Linked DNA regions of Mus musculus: regions 2, 3 and 4 are each linked to region 1. Evidence: chromatin contacts called from public HiChIP or PLAC-seq and promoter capture Hi-C data. All regions are on one chromosome and are shown on one strand. Each heading gives the region's core, a stretch centred on a gene start, on an enhancer-like site or on the middle of the called end of the contact. The rest is flanking DNA. Distances are from core to core; before and after follow the strand shown.

What was found. Promoter capture Hi-C pulls out the DNA fragments that hold promoters and counts their contacts. HiChIP or PLAC-seq counts read pairs in DNA pulled down with a chosen protein or histone mark.
Region 2: a contact with region 1 is called in an H3K4me3 HiChIP or PLAC-seq map of stem cell-derived neural progenitor cells, with 26 read pairs. The contact joins the promoter of Slc3a1 here to the promoter of Six3os1 in region 1. A contact is called at or near these places in 15 of 39 promoter capture datasets (the 3T3-L1 cell line, the HPC-7 cell line, cranial neural crest and 9 more), 2 of 484 Hi-C or Micro-C datasets (embryonic stem cells and gonadal supporting cells), 13 of 115 datasets of contacts at active chromatin or transcription factors (craniofacial prominence, embryonic basal ganglia, embryonic forebrain and 6 more) and 3 of 9 other capture datasets (adipose tissue, embryonic stem cells and macrophages).
Region 3: an H3K4me3 HiChIP or PLAC-seq map of craniofacial prominence shows a contact between it and region 1, with 5 times the contacts expected there. The contact joins the promoter of 1110020A21Rik here to the promoter of Six3os1 in region 1. A contact is called at or near these places in 7 of 39 promoter capture datasets (the 3T3-L1 cell line, embryonic stem cells, frontonasal cranial neural crest and 2 more), 3 of 484 Hi-C or Micro-C datasets (cortical neurons, embryonic stem cells and stem cell-derived neurons), 18 of 115 datasets of contacts at active chromatin or transcription factors (acute myeloid leukemia, astrocytes, bone marrow-derived macrophages and 11 more) and 3 of 9 other capture datasets (embryonic stem cells, liver and macrophages).
Region 4: a promoter capture Hi-C map of embryonic stem cells shows a contact between it and region 1, with 5 times the contacts expected there. The contact joins the promoter of Camkmt here to the promoter of Six3os1 in region 1. A contact is called at or near these places in 7 of 39 promoter capture datasets (the 3T3-L1 cell line, cranial neural crest, embryonic stem cells and 2 more), 2 of 484 Hi-C or Micro-C datasets (embryonic fibroblasts and stem cell-derived neurons), 25 of 115 datasets of contacts at active chromatin or transcription factors (bone marrow-derived macrophages, craniofacial prominence, differentiating embryonic stem cells and 15 more) and 4 of 9 other capture datasets (adipose tissue, embryonic stem cells, liver and 1 more).

What each region holds. Positions count from the first base shown.
Region 1 is chr17:85,616,464-85,620,024 of GRCm38.p6, reverse strand. Six3os1 (SIX homeobox 3, opposite strand 1) reads left to right here and starts at 1,629. Exons shown (of 4, transcript NR_038085.1): 1 at 1,629-1,968. It also overlaps a transcript of Six3 not described here.
Region 2 is chr17:85,026,862-85,030,338 of GRCm38.p6, reverse strand. Slc3a1 (solute carrier family 3, member 1) reads right to left here and starts at 1,992. Exons shown (of 10, transcript NM_009205.2): 1 at 1,481-1,992. The coding sequence starts at 1,907.
Region 3 is chr17:84,955,690-84,959,287 of GRCm38.p6, reverse strand. It overlaps 1110020A21Rik (RIKEN cDNA 1110020A21 gene), which reads left to right and starts at 1,865. Exons shown (of 4, transcript NR_027929.1): 1 at 1,865-2,088. It overlaps Ppm1b (protein phosphatase 1B, magnesium dependent, beta isoform), which reads right to left and starts at 1,287. Exons shown (of 6, transcript NM_001159496.1): 1 at 894-1,287.
Region 4 is chr17:85,088,650-85,092,270 of GRCm38.p6, reverse strand. Camkmt (calmodulin-lysine N-methyltransferase) reads right to left here and starts at 1,645. Exons shown (of 11, transcript NM_028576.3): 1 at 1,408-1,645. The coding sequence starts at 1,545. Prepl (prolyl endopeptidase-like) reads left to right here and starts at 2,004. Exons shown (of 15, transcript NM_001163622.1): 1 at 2,004-2,165; 2 at 3,396-3,621.

The DNA of each region.
Region 1 (3,561 bases), core at 380-2,879:
TACACTTTCTCTGTCTTCAAAATCAACTCCACTCTTTGTTCCCCCACCCCCCAGACTTCAGCTGTCTCCCACAGTGGTAGACTAGCAACAGGAGGCCAGAAACCTAGGGACTCTGGACCTAGGGGAGGATGCCCACTTTTCCTACCATGGGTACAACCCCTGTCATGCCCAACATCCCCCAAAAGATACAGAAACTTTAGAGGCCACCCTGAGTAAGCGCCCAAGGCCTGAAAGCTCATAATGTAAATAACTACAATACATAATTAAAGCCAAAATTCTCCATACATAAAGCAATATCATAACCCTGAAACAGACTCCCCTTGTCCAAAGAACTCAGAGTGTCTTTCCTGCCTGCGGCTACCACAGCCTCTGGGCCAGGCCCGGGCATTTATTTATTCTTAGGTATGTTGCTTGTGAGAAGTTGTAATCTGCATCTTGAGGCCGGCCTCCCTTTGTGAGGCTTCTGTAACTATGGAAGTGTGATTTACGCAGATTTGTCCGGGTCAGAGACATCTTTCCCTACGCACTGTGTATATTTAGACAGGATTCGGACTGGTGTTAAAAAGTGTATATGTTGAATGGATTCACACACAGTAGCTAACAATGCCCACATTGTCGGCCCATGTACAACGCGTATTGAAACGCAGCGCCCAGACTTCAACTAATCTGCCCTCAATAAAGCTGAAATAATTATCCTAAGCTGCCTTTCCAGAAGAAAAATCATTGAGGAATTCAAAACTTTTTTTAAAAAGATCTTTTCTACATTCCGATGCAGATCTGGGGGCGCGGCGCCGGGTACACACCACTCAGGAGAGCTCAATGAGGGAGAAGTGGAAAAAAAGAAGTTGTGGGAGAATTTAAACGTGAACCCAACTGGAGGCTGGAGCCAAAATGGTCGCAGGCCCTAAATCTCAAGCTCGGATCTTTCTTAGGCCTTGATCCGACAGTGCCAGGTTTTAAAGGGCCGAGGAGTGCAAACTCGGTTTGAGGGTGACACCGAATGTTTGGGTTAGGCTAGGGGACTATACTGGCTCTTTAGCAGGGGGCAGCTCAGGGGCCTAAACTCGCTGACCAGGGCAGAATAATGTTCACCCTAAAAGGTAGATCCGTCGAGCCCCACTTTTGGCGGTCTCTCTCTCTCTCCAAACATCTTCATCTGCACCAGGAGTGCTTTTCCGCTCAACTGCAAGGCTCTGGGCGGTCGCTCTTTGCGGGCCCAGAAAGAGCCCAAAGGTTGGGACACAAAAACAGACACTTCATCTTTTCTTCCGGACCCCTTTCTCTTGTAGGGGGAAGGATTATAGACTGAAAGGTGGGAGGGAGAAGGGGCAGGAGGAGGAAGCAGGGGGAGGAAGGAATGAAAAGGGGGAGGGGAGTGGGTATTGTGCCGCGTGTGGAGGGGGAGAATTCCTACGGGTGGGTTTCCGAATATTGTGTTCAACTTTTTGAAAGCAGCTCGTGACCCCGAAACTGCATCCCCCGGAGCCGGGGACCCAGGCGCCAGGCGGGCGGGTGAACCCGGCCAGTCCCTCCCAATCCCCGCAACCCCCCGCCTCCGAGTGGGGGGGATCCAGGCCTGGAGGGAGGCTGGGCAGGTGCCGAGGGCTGTGCCGACAGCGCTGAAATCGAAAACCCTCGCCACTCATGAAGAACTGAGGCAAAAGGATCACAGATGCTGCTCGGGGCCAGCCCTATACTCCCTCCAGTGCCTGGTCTCCGGTGGACCCGCGGGGCTCTGCAGTTCTCTGGCGGCCGCGCCTTGTAAGCGCTAAGCCGGGAGGAGGGCGCAGGCAGGGCGCACAGCTCTGAGCGCGACCCTACCCGGCTCGGGCCCGCAGCAACCCCGACTGTCCGAGAGCCTCTCCCCAAGCAAGGCTCTGCGCCGCCCTCTGAGCCCACCTCCTGGCCACAACGCTGCCTGCGCTTCTCCAGCCCAGGCCGGAAGCCCTATGCTGCCTCCCGAAGCCGGTAAGTTGAGAGTCCTGAAAGCTGAGCAGGGAGGCGGGGCGGGTGGTTCCTGATGCGTTTTGTAGGACTGGATCCCGCCGAGGCTCCGCAGGGTCTTGATCTAAAAGGTTTGGGTGTGTGCATTTTTGGAGAGGGTGTCTGTGAACCTCTGGAGTCTCCCCAAAATCCCATTCGCTGAGCATTGGTGAGAGGAGCTGGTGCAAAGGACCCAGGCTGCTTTGCTCCCTGATCTGGGGTGGGTAAAGCGAGGGCTCGGAATGGAGCCCAGGGCACTTCCAGAGTGGGTGGGATGCTGAGCACCGCCTGCACTCCGATACTCTCAGAGCCACAAAACCCTAGGGGATTGGCTTGTAGGGCCTCTAGATCTCTTCTCTCTCTCTCTCTCTCTCTCTCTCTCTCTCTCTCTCTCTCTCTCCTCTCAGACTCAAGGACTGGGGACTTGGTGGATCTATGGCATTGGTACCCACAGAGGTCACCTGCACAGATAAATCTGTCGCCACCCTTCAACCCTGGCCTACCGGATCTGCGGGGAGAAATGCAGCATTTGAATTGGGGAGTGTTCAGTCCTGCTCTGCGGGGCATTTATTTACAAATATCAGCTGCAACCCAGCCTTGATAACGTCTCATACAGTCAGAGGACTTTGCGGGAAGCACACTTCCTCCTTGTTTGGGGCTACAGGGAAAGCCCAGGAAAGCGAGTCCCAGAAGGCCTGGGACAGCTACACCCAGTTCACCCATGCTCAACCCGGAACAGCCGACCCAAACGGTCAGGAAGGTTTGTCCTGGGGGCAACGCCTCTTCCGGGCTCTAGGACATTGGAAGACAGAGAGATTGCTGGGTAGCGGGTGGTCTGGGCCTCCCCGCAAGCTGCAAACGAAGGAGCTTGGAGCAGACCGCCAGGGAGGGCGCAGGGGAGCGCAGTACTCAGGCGGAGAGGCCCCGAAGCCCTTCAGGGACTCCGATTACTTTCCTTTGAACAACAACAACAACAACAACAAAAACAACAACAACAACTGCTCCCTCCCCCTTATATCCCCTCCCTTTTTTAGCCTCCGGGCACCAGGCTTCCACGTAATTGTCCTTCTGGACAGTAAACACAGCTCAGTTGCCTCAACTTTCCTGGTGCATAAAAGTTCCCGGCGTGAGGGGAAATTTGAATATTTGATCAGCCCCTTTGAGTGACCCTCATTAGCCTGGCGCCCTGCTAAGGCCCCACCATTGCAAAAAAGCTGCTGGGCCCGGCATTTGTACGCCTTGTTAGCGCTGCTTAATGAAGCCGCCCCGACGGCTCAAAGGCGGCCTCTGGGGCCGGCAGCGCGCACCTCTCGGCACCCCGCTCTGCCTAATGAGCCCCGCCGCCCGCTAAAGGCCCTTCCACCCCCCACATCCTCAAACAAGAGGGGTTTGGCTCCGTCTAGGACCTGAACACCTCCCACCACCGGGCCCAGGAGGGTGGGCACAAACCCAGTCTAGCTGGCTACACGGTGATCTAGCCCCTGGAGAAAGAAGCCAGCTACTTGGAGTATGCAAGCTAAAAATGGTTGTGTGAGTGGGAAAGTAGGGAAGTGGATTTTACAGCCACTAGGTCTAGCT
Region 2 (3,477 bases), core at 743-3,242, 590 kb after region 1:
ACACTACCAAGGGACTGAGTGATCCCAGTCCCACCTTTGGAGAGACAGAAGACAACACTAAAGCCAAAGCTGGGGTGATTTCCTCAGAATAACAGAACCCTTGAGCATAAGGAGCAGAACCTCCTGGAGGACAGGAATTCTGCTCCCCAGTGAAAAAGCAAAAAACGAACACACAGAGCTGTCTAGAAACTGCGTATTTGTGGGAACTTGGAAGACACCTAGGAGTGGGCTAGAGAGGCAGGACCAGGAGGTAGAAGTGTGTCCCTGGTTCTGGGTTGTCAAAATCCAACTTCACCAACACTTGCTGAGTAAGAGAGGCAACAGAAGCTCACAGAGGCCATAACCATCCAAAGTAGCAAGGGACCGTGATTAAGGTGGAAGATAAAGCCTAATCAAGGTGGCAGCTCTGAGTTGTGCCTCTGGGGACAGATAGACAGTGAGGATGGAGGCATTATTTTTTAGAGTGGAAAGGCTGCTGAAATAGGCCGGTGGTAGGCACAGCCCTGGGATCCACATCCACAGCACTGAGAGTGAGGAGAAAAAGTCAGAGAAAGGGAAACAACCGGACAGGGTACAAAAAGAAGCCTTTCATTAAGGAGGTGGGGGTGTGCTCACGCACTGACTCTACCACACCATCTTGGTTTCTTCTTCAAACAAATAATCATTGCAAGAAAAGAATTTCCTTCCTAGTTTATCTCTTCTTACTGCACGCCCTTTAAAAATATTCTCTCTCTCTGTCTCTCTCTCTCTCTCTCTCTCTCTCTGTGTGTGTGTGTGTGTGTGTGTTTAGTCCAGGATGTCCTGGAACTCATTACAAGCAGAGGGATAGCAACCAACTCTATTCTGTCCTAAACCACGGTGACCCAGCCAATCCAGTTTACGCCCACTGTCTAGCAGTTTCAATCTTAACATGACCGATGGAGCATTCAATTATAAGGATAAGAAATTACATATAGGACTTTTAGTTTAATTTTAAAAAATACAAAATTTTGGTTCTATTCTTCTACTACTATGGCTATTGCTGTGGGAAATCCATTATTAGGCAACAACTAACACACTGTTGGTTCTAGCTTGCTCTCCTCTCTCAGGATTGAAACTTGAAGAGTCTTCCCCTTCCGCAGACATCACATTTATATAACACGATGTATTTATTAATAAACTCTCAGCTAGACTACAAGCTGTGCCTGTGCCAGGAGAGCTAGTCTCAGATGAAACACGGAGCTACAAAATTTCAGGATCGACGAGTGAACATGTGCATGGGTTTAGTGGACGAGAGATTCAACAACCCCGTGGCTCTAAAGCCTTCAGCAGATAGCCTTGCATCAAGAGCAAGGCTTGCTGACTTCTGCTGCGTGGGGCTTGAATTAACTCCCAGGAAATGGGTGCCAGCCACCCTGGAATGTGCTTACAACACAAGCCAGGCACAGAATGGGGCCACAAACCACCCTCCACTAGTTGGTCCTGAGCGGCGAACACGCACCTTTCAGGTCTCCATTCCCATCCTTGTCACTGTCCTTAAAAGACCTCGGGTAGATCTGGTATATGGGACCTGCTTGCCACCAGTCAAGGCATTTTGGAGAGATGACGATGATGGCTATGGTGGCTCCAATGAGCAGGAACACGGAAACCACGGTGAGCCAGAAGAGGATCTCTCGGGGCACCCGGTAGCGAGCCTGGCCGGAGAACTGGAAGAGTACTTCCTTGGGCATCCCTGCATAGGGCCGCACCGCCTTTAGGTGAGGCTCCTCTGGAGCAGGGATACTCACGGCGTTGGGCTGTGGGGTGTCCCTGGAGCCTGGGTCTGGGTCCTGCTCCGGAATGTCTTCATTTTGGACAAACCCGTTATTGGTTCGGCATCCCTTCAAACTCATTTGGATGGGGTCTCTCTTGCCTTTGTCCTCATCCATGTCTACCCTGTGTAGCTCTTCCTGGTGCTTTCCAGCAGGGACAGAGGTAGAAAGGTGTCTTGCTGAGCGCTGTGCTTTGTTAATGAGCTTTGAATGGTTTATAAATAATCATGGCTGGACTTTGTCCAGCCAAGGAAGATTGCGTAAAGTTCAATAAAGGGGGTCGGGAGGAGGGGTGTGTGTGTGTGTGTGCAAAAATTATCTTTATACCGGGTGGCTGACTCATCTACAGTAACAGTATGTGAAGGAGGAGACTGCGGAGAAGAGGCAGGGTCCAAACGCTGTAAGATGCTACTTGTGTGAGTACCAACTGCCTACAGTAATGCGATTCACAAAACTACAAAGGATGGTGGGGACCCAGAGAGATGGGCAATGTGAAATGAACGCACAGAAATTATTCCCTGAAAGGGGAAACAAGTCTGATACATACTACAGGATGGATGGGCTTTGGGGACATTATGCTGAGGAAAAAAAAAAAAAAACACATCCAAGACAAATATTGTGTGGTTCCCCTTCGAGAAAGAACCTATAGTCACAGAAGCAGAAAACAGACGGGTGCTTGTGGGTTTCAGAGGAACTGTGGGAAACTGTTGGCCAATGGAATAGAATTCCACCTGGGGATTTTGATGAGTTTTCGAGATGGACAATTGTGGTCCTACAACAACGCAGACCATTTGCCACTGAGCCAATTATTAAAGAAATGGGTAGTGTTAAATCTGTTTTACAATGGTTGAAGCATCATGTTCTTTCTTTAGCTAGGTATAAAAATGATCTTGAACTAATAAGGAGAAACTGGCTGTCCCCTTTTTTTTTTAAAGTGTCTTCCTATAGACCCACGGAGGTGGCTCTGGAGGCAGGCAACATCATTTTATCCCAGGCTGACTCCAGACAGCCCTTGTGTATGACTAAGCTCTGTATGTGTGCTCAAACATTCTTGTAAGCACTTCCAGGAGGTGGGGGAGCAGGATGCTGAGCACTGCAAGTTCATGCGTTGTACTACATGCACACAGTCTTTAATCCTTGCACGTAACAGTTGTTTAATCATTGACAAGTGTAGGACACATTTGCAAGTCCCCAGAAACTTGCTGAAAGGCTGGCCTTAGAGATTCCCCAGGTCTCAAGGAATGAGATGATCAGCCACACTTGGAAGCTTTGATTAGACTTTTTTTTTTAATTAAAAAAATTGTGTGTGTGTGGGTGGGTGGGGGGGATGCGGTGTTGAGAGACGGTTCAGTGGACACTGTCAAGTTGGATGTCTCCTTCCACTTTGCCTGGGTTCTGGGGTCGAACCCAGGTGCAGCACCCGTTGTTTCCTGTTGTCTGGGTGCCCAATACTACAGGGTTTTCTGTAGAGCAACTTAGTGTTCTTGTTTAATGCAGTCATGACATGTCAACCCCCCTCATACCCTGCAATGGTGTTTCTCATCATTAATTATACATGAAACTTTTATAACGAAGCAGTTGTGTGCTGCTGTTTGTTTTGACCAAGTCTCACTATGCATCTCTAGCTAGCTCAGAAGTCACTATAGCAGACAGACATGGCTGGCCTTGAATTCAGAGGTGGCTAATG
Region 3 (3,598 bases), core at 616-3,115, 660 kb after region 1:
CTTACCAAAACAACTTCTTAGTTGTTTTTAAGTTTCCAAGTTGTTTTTAGAAGCGCTTGAATACTGATGAATTTGGGCAGCTATCAAATCCTTAAGAGGCAATTTTTTGCCAAATAAGATGGGCAAACGTCCTAGAGGTGCTAAAACTGGTATTAGAGGTCATGCAACTTTTTTAAAAAATGAAGAAATGGCTCTAACATTCACCAAGCCCTTCATTTATATAAGTTTATTTCAGGGTTCTTTTCAGCTATGCTTAATGATACTTTCTTTCCTTAAAGGCTTTTAAAGATAAAAAGTAATGACCGATCACATAATACTGTCCAGTCTATTCTTAATGGAATTCATGTAAACTTGAGATGGAGTTCATAGTAATTTCATTTAAGAAGCCCATTGTTAAGCACGACACCCGAAATTTTCGGACCGTGGTTGGTGGGCAACACACAGACACGAACCCCCGAGTCTGGCTAAGAGGAGCAAGACAAACGGTTTAAAGCACAGGAGGGGGAAGGAGGCCCGGAGAGGCACAGACAGAAAAACCAGAAAGATTTCACAAGAAAGGAGAGCGGAGCGCAGGGGAGGGCAGAAAGCGACCGGGAGAGAGAGCCACACCGAAAGGTGTTTTCCGGAGCGGCGGGCAGGACTGGGTGAGCCGCGGCCTTGGGGTGGCCCGCGCGCCCATGGGCGCTGCCTGCACGCCGCGGCGCGAGGGGAAGCAGCGGACTTCCACGCGCCCCGGCAAACTACTCCCTCGCCGCGCCGCGCCCCGCGAAGCCTCGCGCGCAAGCGGAGGCGGCGGCGGCAGCCCAGGCCCTGGGCCTAGCCCGGTGCTCCGAGAGCAGGCTGGACGGACGGACGGCCGTTCCCCCACTCGGCTGGGCGCAAAGCGGCCTTACCTGGGGCGAAGGTAGAAAGGGAGGTCTCGCGGGCTCGCCCGCCGCACAGCCGCCCGCGGCCCCCGGCTTTCTCCCGAGACGCGACACCGCCTCCGCCGCCGCTTCGCCCTCGGGGGCTCGGCCACCGCCGCCGCCCGAGCTGTTTACACCGTCCGGCCCCTCACACCGCCGCCGCCGCCTTCTCTCCAACCCAGAGCCGCTGCCGACTCGGCCGCCGCCACCTCCTCCGCCGCAGCCTGATCTCTCTGGAGCATCTTCCAGCCACCGGACACGGAGAAACAGAGACTCCAGCCGCGCCGGCAGGAAACTCCCCCGCAACTGCCAGGGGGGACCAGGCGGTCAGAGCACCAGCGGCTTTTCCGCCATTGAGCAGCGGCCGCTCCGCTCCTTCTGCAACCCCCCTCCCCTCCCCGCACCGCCGTCTTTCCCCGCCCCTCCTCGGGCTCCGCCCCCCAAGGGCACCCATTGGGACGCCGCGTGTGTCACCGCTGCCCTCGGTTTGCTGAGAAGCCTGTCAATCTACGTTCTCCCGCCCAACCTGGCCCCTAGTATCTTCTGTGCTTCTCTTTCCCCGCCCACACGGCCCCGCCTCTGAGTCTTTAATTTCTCATTGGGCGTCAGTGCCCACCTTAATTGGCAAGGTCAACTATCCATCACACACCGCCCACCAGTGAGGCCCAACCCTTCATTACCATTTACTTTATTCAGCCCCACCTCCGCCTTGCCCTAACTCCTGACGTCACCGACCTGCCCACCCTAGTAGCCATAGGTAGAGTCCTCCGTCAGTCAAATTACGCCCCAACTCGAAGACCGATATCCTTTTCTGATTGGTTCAAATGGCGGCCTGATCCTCCGACTATTGGCTTCCTCTACTTGTCCGTCAAGAAACCAATTTCCAAGTCCGTCACTTCGGCTTTTTTTAAATGAACGCGCAAAAGTATCCTAAAAGGGATTGGCTAGTATTCGTAGATGGCCAAGCCCCGAGTCTGCGGACCCTGCAGTTCTGACCTCTACACTTCGCGGAGAACGAACACCATAAAGAAACCAACGGGCAGTCCAGTTATAGGTGGAAATTGGTCCCACCCGGAGTGGAGAGAGCCGGCTTCTGATTGGCCAGAGAAGTGCCCCTAGACCCTCATTGGAAGAAGTGGCCGCCTCTCTTTGGCATAGAGCTGTGAAGGAAGAGCTCAGAAAGGTTCGAGAAAGGGCCTGGAGAGAGGCGTTGTTTTGCTTCAACTACGGGTGGGGCGCACGCGAGAGTGCAAAACTGGGCGCGTAGGGCTCTGGGGAGGTGATGCAGGGAGGGAAAGAGCCCGGATGTTCCCTAACAATGAAATCATCTCTGACCAATCAGAGCCTCATTGTTGGGATACCTGCATGACCTGTCTCCAGCAGGGGAGAGTGGGCGGGAAGTTGAGAAGGCTGAAAAGCCACTTGAGAAAATGGGACAGGAGATCCCTTCGGGATGATTTTGCAATGGTTCAGATTGTTCGTTCTTCTTATTTACCTCGACCTCCTGCCTTCCAGCCCTTGGCAGTTCCGTGTTTTGTTTCTGAGTCTGATTTTTAAAACTCCTGTCTAGGCTCTTGACATTCACTAGGTCATTCCTCTCTTAAAGAGCACCTGCATTTTGCTAAGCGTGGTAGGTAGAACTGGAGATACAAAAGTAAGGCAGGCAGTCCCAGACTGGGAATGGTAGGTAATCATTGAACGTCTGCAAAGGGTAATGATGACATAAAGGAGTCTCCCTCTGGGTATGATTACTCGGAAGGCTTCACAAAGGCCGGGAGAAAACGGTCATCTAGTAACCACATTGAGCTAGAAAGTGAACCAGGTTAATTCTTCCAGATCAAAGTGTAATGGGGCACTTAAGCGCTCACCTGAAGAGTTTTTAAACTCGCTCAAGTCTTTGAAAGACGTTTTCGATCTTATTCATACTTAGGTATAAGTTAGTTGGGACAACTTAGGTTTAGACCGACCTAAGGGAGTGCAAATTCAGCTTTGAAAAGAAGGACATATTTCTGAAGCAATTTCCAAAGTGAAACTGGCGGAAATAAACATTTGGTTGCAATTCAGATTTCTCTGGAACTTCAAGTTTAAGAACTCTGTCTTAAGGTTTCTATTGGGACCATGAAACACCATGGCAACCAAAAAGCAACTTGAGTAGAAAAGGGTTTATTGGACTTACACTGTAGCCCATCACTGAAGGAAGCCGAACAAGAACTCAAACCTGCAGATAAGAGTTGATGGAGAGGTTACTAGCTTGTTCACATGGCCCGCTCAGCCCACTTATAGAATCCAGGACCACCAGCTCAGGATGGCATCGCACACAATGGGCTGCCCCCACCCACCCCCACCACCCCCATCAATCACTACTTAAGAAAATGTTCTACAGGCTAGCCCACAGCCAGCTCTTAGGAATGAAAGTTTGTCTCCTCTCAGATGTCTCTAGCTTGTGTCAAGTTGTCATTAGAATGTAGCCAGCACACATGGTGTTTTTTCAGGATAGTGGGCAAACAGGTTCCTAAAATTAGAATCACCTGAGGTTCCAAGCTACATTCATGCCTACAAAATCCAGAGCTCACTCTGGGGAGAAAGCTCACTACAATACAATTTTATTTCATTTATTGTGATTCTGGAGATTGAACTTCGAAAGATAATTTTTAAAAGTAGTCTTTGGGTGCTAGATTTTTTTGTTTTGTTTT
Region 4 (3,621 bases), core at 396-2,895, 530 kb after region 1:
TTGCTTCTTGGTCATGATGTTTTGTGCAGGAATAGAAACCCTAAGACACACCTAAAAAAATTTAAAAATAAAGTCTTACCTCTTACACTGTGAATTTTGGCTTGGCCATGCATCTTCCTTTAGCTAACGGTTTATGAGACGGCTCATAGTGATTATCAACTTGACAAGAACTGGAGGAACCGAAAGTCTCCACCTGTCTAGGAAGGGTTATCTACACTAGGTTAACCTCTTGGTATGTGTGTAATGGATTTTCCTAACTACAGTCACTGAGAGGAGACACACTCAATGTGGTATCGCCACATCACACACTGAGTCTTGAACTAAATAAAAAGGAGAACTGGAACTAACTCATATTCATCCATCGCTCTGTTCTTCCTGACTGCTCACACAATGCTCCAGGATCCTGAGCCTTGATTTTTCCTACTAAAGTCTGTACCGTCAAACTGTGTGCCAATACATACCCTTCCTTTCTTAAATTGCATTGCCTAGCATTTTTATCACAGTAATAATAGAAGCTAAGTAACATAGCATATTAACAGACATCATGTAAGCAGGGATTTGAAATGTGCCTCTTGCTCTTATACACTCTACCATAACTGGGAGAACATGCCAGCCAACTCTGAGAACTATGGGTATATAGACCAGGTACACAACCGTAAACCACTCAGGTTTTATCAAGAGACTACCAGGTGGTTCACAGACATTGCATGACATACGACATGTGGTTGTTAAAAAGCAATAACTAAGTAAAATAACAGACTAAGGACTCATTGCCCCCCGGCCACTGTCTTAGTTACTTTCCTATTGCTGTGAGGAGTCACAATGACTAAGAAAACTTATAAACACAGCAGCCTTCACTGGAGCGGTTTGGAAGACTGAAGTATCTGGATTCGTTGCTAAACCTTGGGCAGCGAGTATCCCAATAATGACTCCAAACTTAGTTTCACGTGGCGGGAAAAGGAGCAAGCAGTAGGTTTCCCTCTCTCCCTTTACTCTCCCATATACAAAACCAGGAAACGCGTGCAGAATCCCCATCCCATTAGTGAACCTCACGGATCTCCAGAGATGTGGGACCAAAAAGTGCACCCAGGTGACCAGGCTGGGAGTTAAGAAGCAAAAAATAAAATAAGGATGGAAAGGGGGCGGGAAAGAAGAGCAGCACACGGAGAAGACAGGCGGTCCCACCCACCAGACAGGCGAGCACAAGGATTTTCTGAGTTTCTGAGAGCTCGCTCTGGCTGTCCCGCTCTCCAGCCCCGCCAGAGTCTCTCCCATTTTTGGTGGGACAGCGGGACAGCGGAGATGAAGGAGCAAGGGGGCGCTTCTCGCTTGGCTCCCGACAAACGGGCTGCCTGCTACCTGCGAGGGGAGTGGCCACAGGCAGGGCAGGCGAGCGCTCGCCCTTACCTGTCGCAGAAGCTGCCACCGGACGGCCCCCTTGGGCGCCGAGACCAGCGAGCCCTGGCTGGCACTGCCCATCGCGGGACGCTTGCCCGCCTCTGCCTCAGTCTCTGCAGCCCCAGCGGCCGCGACCTGCGACTCCATCTCCAGAGCTGACTGGACCCGGAGGTTGCGTCCGCCACGGCTCTCCCCAGTCAGGACCTGCCAACTTCTTCCCTGTCAGGACCTGTGACGCCCGGCCTCTGGCCCACAGCTCTTCCGTGCACCCTCCCCGAATTCCGCATTTCCGGTATTAGCGTCTCCTTGGCAACCAAAGCAGCGGCGTCGCTTCATTGCACCACTTTTTCTGGTGGCCATCTTAAGTGAGGGCGAGCCGGAGTGGGAGGGGACTGTGGAATAGCTGCAGACAGGGCTTTCCTCGCTGTTTTCTTTTTTTCCTCACTTTGTCTCTTGCTCGCCGGAATACCAGAAAACCGAAATACAGTTGTCTCCTAAGATGAGTGAGTTCAGGAAGAGAAAAAGCCCACCACTGGCCATAATAAAGATGGCGAAATGCGCTTCCCTATCGGTCTGGGTTGGTGTTACGTAGACCGGCGTGCTGCAAACTAGCTCTGGGCGGCGCGAGGTAGGTTGTCTTTCTTGCTGGGTGCTGGAGGCTGGCTTCGGCTGGACAAGGCTGAGGTGACTGCAGCTCCTTCTGGAGAGCTTCGGTTTCTCGTATTTGTCTTCTCTACCTTCGCTCGTCCAGCTGTCTTTCGATTTGCGTACGTATGGAAGGGTTGCTGATGGTTCCCCTTTCCTAATTCCTCTGCCCACCTTCCAGCCATTCCTCACTTCCCTGGTCCCTTTTTTGATCCCTGTCTCTTCTGTACGTTCTGACCCGTACCATTCCCTCACGTCCTGTGAATACGACGTGTTCGGGATGCACAGTTGCACCGGGAAACGAGGAGGTGCTCCGGGAGCACCCATTTGCTTACTTACCCCACCAGTCTCCCTATCCTCGCACAGGGTCTTCTCAATGCAGATGGTGGATGAATGGGTTGGAGCTATGGGGACAGACTAAGCGATTTAAAAGCATTTTTCTTCTAGGCTACTGCTCCACTGGCCCATTATTTTGCTGCGACATAAGAGATTAAGGGGGGGAGGGGGCGTCATAGCTGGTCGGATCTATGGCAAAACTGACGCAGTGTTTCTGTGCTACCAAGGAACGTGTTAGAGAAGATTTCTCTCATTTTACACTCAACAGTGTTTAGCATAGCTAAATTATCCCTATGCTAATAATATTAACGACCTTTTGTTGAATGGTTACTATGTGCCAGGTACTTGGACTAAGTTCTTAAAATAAATTGTTTGGTTTTGTTACAAAACTACAACCGCAGAGATTAAGTGCTATGGTTAATTTCTGTTCCACAAGTGAAAAAATTGAATCCAGATGCAGTTAGTGTACAAGGCCCAAGACCTAAACCTGGGTCTGTAGTTATGGAAGTTAAAATGATCTTTACCTTCCAGAAGAAACCAAAAATGACTCGACATTTTATTTGTGCATCTTACAGTTGTTTTTAATTCATTATCCTTTTATGGTGAAATCCAATTGCTCCTCTAGGAGGAGGAGCCAGTCAGTTGGGCGGTTCACTGAATCAGTGAGTTGGGGGAGTGTCTCCAGCTCCCCAGAGCCACAGTTGGGCCACCTGGACAATGACCAGCTCTAGCTCACTCATCGAGTGCACACGCAGCTTAAACTAGACAGCTAGGTGAAAACTATGTGGCGCCTCGCCTCACTCAACAACTAAGCATCCCCCTTTTATGTCATGGTTTAGGCTTTTTCTAATTTGTCTTTCACATCCCAATGATATGCCCAGAATTATGTAAGATAAAAGCCATCTTGCTTTTGAACCCCCTCTGAGTACCTGAGATTCCCATTAAGTTCATTTACTCATTTGCAAATTATTTTATTTTGTTTGTTTTCTGTTTTGTTTTGTTTTGTTTTGTTTTAGTTTGTCCATACGTTCTCCAGAGTCACTGCTGCTTAGCTTGTCCCTAGGAAAACTGACTTTACAGATGACGTGTTTATTAAGTCCCGCCTGCCAAGAAGTATGATCTGAATGAACTTAACGCATACAAGGTTTTAAACGTGTTTAACCTAAGTTATCAGATGTCTACAGTAATTGGTAACCTAAGGGGCTCATGACGCCACAGGGGAGGGATGAGATGTGGGGACCT